Regions from separate parts of the Gasterosteus aculeatus genome. Here region 1 is linked to region 2. The links are chromatin contacts, called in public Hi-C maps. All regions are on one chromosome and are shown on one strand. The core of a region is the stretch at or near the end of the contact, and the rest is flanking DNA. Distances in the headings are between cores, read along the strand shown. Region 1 overlaps lpp (LIM domain containing preferred translocation partner in lipoma). Region 2 holds the start of bcl6aa (BCL6A transcription repressor a).

The links. A called contact is a pair of places that touch in the nucleus more often than the background predicts.
Region 1: a contact with region 2 is called in a Hi-C map of liver, with 2.7 times the contacts expected there. The contact joins the enhancer-like site here to the promoter of bcl6aa in region 2. A contact is called at or near these places in 5 of 6 Hi-C or Micro-C datasets (liver, skeletal muscle, tail fin and 1 more).

Annotation. Positions count from the first base shown.
Region 1 is chr8:4,619,212-4,622,397 of fGasAcu3.hap1.1, forward strand. The region is part of intron 3 of lpp (LIM domain containing preferred translocation partner in lipoma); the gene reads left to right. Among protein-coding and RNA genes, the nearest start is that of lpp, 53 kb to the left of the region's middle. Within about 2 kb of position 1,535, at least 2 of the 9 cell types and tissues checked have open chromatin away from gene starts, as enhancers often do. A contact at or near this core is called in liver, where this site is marked.
Region 2 is chr8:4,559,688-4,562,957 of fGasAcu3.hap1.1, forward strand. bcl6aa (BCL6A transcription repressor a) reads right to left here and starts at 1,628. Exons shown (of 10, transcript XM_040183618.2): 1 at 1,361-1,628. The coding sequence starts at 1,388.

The DNA.
Region 1 (3,186 bases), core at 285-2,784, 59 kb after region 2:
GCGGCGGGGAGGTTGCGGCATTAAGTCGGCCTTCCCGCCGCTGCCCCTCGTTAGCGCTGCGGCTCCCGATGGTCACAAATGGAGCGAGCCTCATTCACGGCACAGAGCGGGAAGTGCTCAACAGCCCAAACCCGTGCTGATTAGGCCTCCATTAGAGGGACGAGGACTCTCTGACGCAGACTGAGTGGGGGACGTCTCCGGGGCCGCAGGGGGCCGTGTTTACTGGGGGGCGGCCGGTGAGGGTCCTCGCGGTCGTGTTTCTTTCTGTTTTTTTATATTTTCATCCTAACGTATGAATAAAGGTCGTCTGATCTTCACCATTTTGGAAAGTTTGAAATGAAAAAAAGTTCTGTCTCTGTTTCACTGTAGTCAAGGGGAACAAAGGGCCCTTTTTGCTAGAAAAGGATTGTGGTTAAAAGGAGAAGTGGGGAGAAAACACAGATGGCATCTTAATGAAAGTAATTTGCGTTTGCAAGTTTGTGTTTCTTTGTTATTGAAACTAGTGTATTCCGATTTCTTTCTTTTTTTACCCATTTCATCCTCTTTCAAACAACCACAAAACGTTTTGTAAGGTTGTGGTTATTGTTTTTCTTTAATATAGATCCACATCGAAACAATTGTGAAATAAGAGTTTATTTACTATTACCATTATGTCATTCTTTTTTTTTGATTGTTTGTAAGTGGCCTAAACACAGAAACTTTTTTAAATTTTCAAGTGAAGCCAAAGCATCGATAATTGCAAACCACCTTTGGACTTTGACTACTAGGGACACATTGAATGAAGCCACATCTTTATTTTATTTTTATATGAATGCGAAATGGGATATATCTTTGTGTCCCTCCATAATCATTTGTAAATAATGCTGAACTCTTTTTGAATAAAATGTGCTATGAATCGAGCTTTAAGTAATAAATAACCGAACCTTTCACTAAACTTCAGAATATATAAAGGAGGAAGCTGGAAAGTTTGTTTTGTATTGTAAAAAAGTCCAATTCAAAAGAAGAAAATGAATACGTTCCATATCACCATGAAATTCATGAACATGCAACTAGGGCATTCTAACCTTGCTGAATTTCGGAGAAATCTACACAACCAAATCTCCAAAGTGGTAAATGAACGAGCTAAATGTGTATTACGGATGTTTTCTTTTCGCTGGTCTGAAGTAGACTTGCAAGCCAATTCTCTGAACCAACCCGCGGACTGAAAGCGGCGCCCCATCTCGTTCCTCCTCCAAGTCTTGCATTCCGCTGTTCCACATTCAGAACTCTTAAGACACGCTCAATAAAACATGCTCCTCTGCAGCATTTACAACCCTCGCGTTTCCTGAAATGAGAGCGGCAAAAACATCGCCGATGTTCTGGAGGACGCGTACATGAAAGTTGATGTTTTAATTCTGCGTAAGCCGTGAGTTACAAGTGCCTCGTATGTTCTGGCACAGCGGATCCGTGCCAGGGCGAGGTGGTAGGGGGGGTGGGGGGGGGCTTGTTGTCGAGCAGCATATTTTATTTCCTCTCCCCTGGGTTCGGAGGAGCTGTTGCACTCTGGAGTTTTAACGGAGGCCACAAGGTTATTATATAAACAATTCACACGGAGGCCCTGGAGCAGCCGGAGGGAGCGTTTTAATGCAATGCTCACAATTTGTGAAGCGCTGTAATGCTCAAGACGCAGACACGTATCCAATTTTAACCATGCTGCATTATCGCCCTGTTTTCCCTGCTTTTTTTCTTGCCTTTTTCCTTATTCTTATTTTTTGGGCTGTTTTTGTAAAGGCAACTTAAAAAAAACACACACACTTAATTAATTTGGTCAGCTGCTTTGGATAAACTACATTGATGACATCAATTAAATTCTAATGAAAACAGATAAAAGCCGTGGAAAGCAAATGGAATTTCTAAACAGGACTCATCAAAGTCTGAGCATTGGAACAAATTCCCATTACGTCTCATAAAAGCCTTTAATTTGCAAAGCTCATGTCTGGTTTGGTACTCAGAAGTACACGGTCAAATGATTCAGTCGTGAGTCCTGCACCAAAGAGAAGCCAAATCTGAATTTAATTTGGCACGTAACTCCTTATCCCGTCTCTAACATGTGGTTGGATGCAATCCTTGGATTAGCGTGGACTTTAGAACTACACATTTGGCTCGTCTCCTCCTCCTCTGGCAGAACAAACACCTCGTCCAACCCCGTTTGTAACGCAGCATTTACATTTCCAATCTGCGCGACGAGAAGCACAGATTAGTACTTCTTAACCAAATTGCTGCAATTGTGTGTGTCAATCGGCGGCCGCGACGAGGCTCCGTCCCTCCGTCTCTTTTGCCACCTGTCTCTCTTTTGGGATAACGGTATACCCTCTTTCCAATGTTTCATAGTTCAAGACAAGTTATGATGAATAATCCAAGCTGCTCGCAATGTTGTATGTCTGGATTTGAGAGATGGGGCTTTAAATATTTCATAAAACTCTAGGATGAATACAGATCGTTTTATTTACTAAAATCGGATCGGTAACATCCTGACATATATGACGGCATTATTTAAGCTGACTCCAGTTGATATTTGTATAAAATGAGTGTGTTACATATTCATTTTAATTGTTGATTTCTAACGGAAGGAGTAACCCCGACTAATTCACATGCCATTCAACAATATGAGCATTGTAAAAGTAGGATTTCACACTTTGGAAGAATTTTCTTTCCATCATGTAGTTTTTTTTTCATGCATTTGATCCTTTCGTTGCAGATAAATTGTTGGTAAGTCTGTTTATTTTGGTTAGCCTAAAAAATTGCTGTGAGAGTTGTGAACAGTGCAAAGAAATAATAATGATAATTCATCATTAACATCATCATTCATGTGAGTGCATCTGAAAGAGACACTTTGGAACTTTACCCACTCAAAGCCGTGTTCTTTATTTGTTGAAGGTTCCGCAAGTACAAAAGGGGACAAGGTTTACAAGAAGCTGCTCGGTGTGTTGCCCCCACATGGTGCGCACACACACACACACACACACACACACACACACACTTCAGCTTCATGTGTACGACTTCTTGAGTGGCCGGGGAAATGATTGCACGTGCTGCACACATTCAGTTCGTTCATTTTTTTTTTCTAAAAGTGAAATGTCTCTGTTTTCTGCATCCACCATTCGGGTGAATGAGAATATAAACAATAACTTGTTTATCGTGTATCCG
Region 2 (3,270 bases), core at 378-2,877:
TGGATTCAGGAAGTGATCACTCAAACATTTCTATGAAATATTCAAGAAAATACATGCATAATGCATAGCACGCACAAGTACATTTAAATTGTTAATTTGCAAACAAAGAAAATATATTAGAAAGGAGAAATACTGGTTCTCTCTCCTTTTTTTACCCCAATTTCTGAATAATCAGAGTTAGTTTTAGTTAAAATGTATCATTTCTGATTGAATTTTCTTCTTTGTCTCGCGAGCGCCCACAGCCTTTACTTCATGGAGCCAGACGGTGCTGTCTCTTCCTCTAAGTTCTAGAAAACCTCCCACTCTTTATGTTTGCCAGAAACAAATCAACTCCCATAACCGCCGGGCCTCATTAATCTGCATTTGCGCACGTTTTAAAATGAAGAGAATAAGAAATCATATATATATATATATATATGATTCACTCCCACTAATGTATCACAGTCAGCAGCCACTGCATCTCTGGCGGAAGTGCGGACGCACAGAGAGCAGACTGGCACCTGCTCTGCTCGACACGTTTGTCGTTTCTAGGTGTTATCCGTTCTGCATCTCGCACGCAGACACGCTACATATCTGCTGCACTCGGTTGGTTCACCGGTTGCATGGAACCCCCAGCATTCCTAGTGATCATCACTTGCCAACTGGTACGTTATTGTCCATCAATGATCTGATTGTTTAGTGTTAAGGATAAAGTACAAAACATGCATCTAGTGCAAACATGATTGAAGATTGTGGAAGGTCCCTCACATCAGCAAGTTGAATACATGCTTTCTACATACTGTGGATGACCCTGCCAGGATATTGTAATCCCATTTGCCTATCAGACATCAGTTGTACTTATCGTGACCCCTCCACCCCCGGGAGCACTGCTTTGCATGCATGCCCGACCTTGTTAACGTTGTGAACGAGCAAGTGCATTGATTTGATGTCTAAGATGAGGTGACCCTCATAAAGCCGGCGTGGAACCATAATGATTAGTTTCAATGCAGCAGTGAGGCAGCCGGGGACTCTGACCTTTGTCTGTGGAGGAATGTTTTCAGCTGTCGCTCTTCCTGTGGATGCAGCTTGTGTGTGGGGTGCAAAAGAATGTGTACACATTATAATGTGGGGTTTGATATACTCAAATTATGATTATCTAGGATATATGCAAACTTGATATTTTCACAGGTTTCACTGCAACGAAAGATATGACAGAAACTGGAAATATAGAAATCCAAAAGGACATTTCTAGTCACTTATTTCAAATCTCCCATATATGCAATTCAAGGATTTTTCACTATGCTGCACATTCATTCATCTTGCCGGCGTCGACCAACTTGCCCCCGCGCAGGTGTCTAAGAACCGAAGAAGGATGTCTCACCTTTTTTCTGCTGGAAGGAGTGAGGCATGATGGGAGCTGTAGTGGGAAGTCGGGAGGAAGCGCTGTGCCTTGAACTCAAAAAGCCGGGAGCCCAGTTGAGGAAGCGGCGAGGGCCTCTCCTGCAGATCCAGAAGTCTTCCTCGGTGAGCGGCGCCCACAGATCAATCAACCTTTCCTCTGTGTTAACGTCCGGAGCATCAACACAACACTGGCAAGCAGCTGGACGTTCCACGATGCCGAGTCTGAACTGGTGCCCAAGCCTCCTCCTCCTCCTCCTCCTCCTGAGTGGCAGCCAGTGCTGGATGAGTGGGTAGGGGTGGGGGATTGGGGGGGGAGGGGGGGGCCAAGCTGCCTTTAGTTCAAAAGGGCACGCGGTGTGTATCTGGCCGCGGTGGAGCAGCTCTGGCGGAGCCTCCGTTAGCGTTGAGCGGGATTGGGGACGCTGGCGGGAAAGTCGACCGAGCGCTCCGACGGCAGCCAGCCGGGTCCACGGGGCATCTCCGGCTCTCCCGGCTGATAGGCCGCCTGCGCTCTAGCGTTCATTGATTGTGGCGCTCCTCTTTTCCACGAATGCTGAAAACCGTGGGGCAGGCTCGGTTTTTGGAGAGTGTAGGGAGGGGTAGAAAAAAAGAGGAAAAGGAGATTAAGCAGCCTGTAAAATAATCCCAGTTTTCCTATATATATAATTCATTTGAACGAAGAGTCTAAAATCCCATTAAGCCACAGGAGCACAAACCATGGAGCAGCAGTGCCTTTAATGTGGAGGGAACTCTTGGAGCTCATGCCATCTGCCAGATTAGACTCTTTTTTCATATACGGCAACACATTGTTTTATAAACAGAGCTTTATACAACAAACATTTCAGTGTCCTGGAGCATTAATCTACCTAAGCTTATCTCAATCCATGGAACTAGATATTGCTCTTTATAACTTGTCTACTGTAAGGGGGGGGGTTATTACATCACACCAGCTGTCCGTTCAACCTGGCACCGTCAATGGGAAGGTCAGCAATGTGGAAGCCTCAGAGGAAATTAGGGAGGAAAATCCTGAAAACAGAGAATGATAATGTCACTGTTGCTTTTTTTTGTGGAACTGCATGTTTATCATTTAGAAAAGAGAAGTTGACCAGTGACAATGCACCCGTCCACAGCGGTTATGTACAAGTCCCAGTGTGTCGAGGCCTCCACGGCTGATGAAATGCATCACAGGTGCATCAGCACTGCGCTGCTGTCATCACAGCACTCTACACACAGAAGCAAACACCACTGGGGGGTCGGGGGGGGGGGGATTAATACACATGTATCCATATATGAATGTATGACAGATCTGGACAGTGTGATTGCTCAGGATAATCTATTCGGATGAGTGCGACTAGAAATCAGCCAATCCAACCCCAAAAGCCAAATTAGGCCCAACACATTTCCATCATAAAGCGCCCCCCTAACAAACTGAGCTGTTGGGGCAGGACGGGACGGGACGGGGGGGCAAATGGCCGGTGAGCCCTGGGATCCGTGTGATCCAGGGATAAACTCCTGGTGAAGAAGCTTAGACCTCGGGACTAACACACAGATGAAAGCCCACAACAGGTCACAGCGTCTCAGAGGGCGAAATAACTACAGGAAAGAACTTCTGATCGCTGTGCCGTCTCTCCGTCACCAGCAGCCTCCAGGCCGAAAGAACCTGAAGATTAATGACAACATAGCGTCATCGTCCCCCCCCCCCCCACCCCCTCTACCCTGCCCTCTACCCTGCCCTGCATCCTGCTCTGCATCCTGCTCTGCTGGGCTTATAAGAGGATGGCTTCCACAGAGCAGCGTATGAGTGACCTTAATCATCAGAGGGATCTTTGGGTTTTATACGGCCATCGTATGTGTTTGACTGGCAGGCGTAAGGAATTTTGGGAAGGGGGA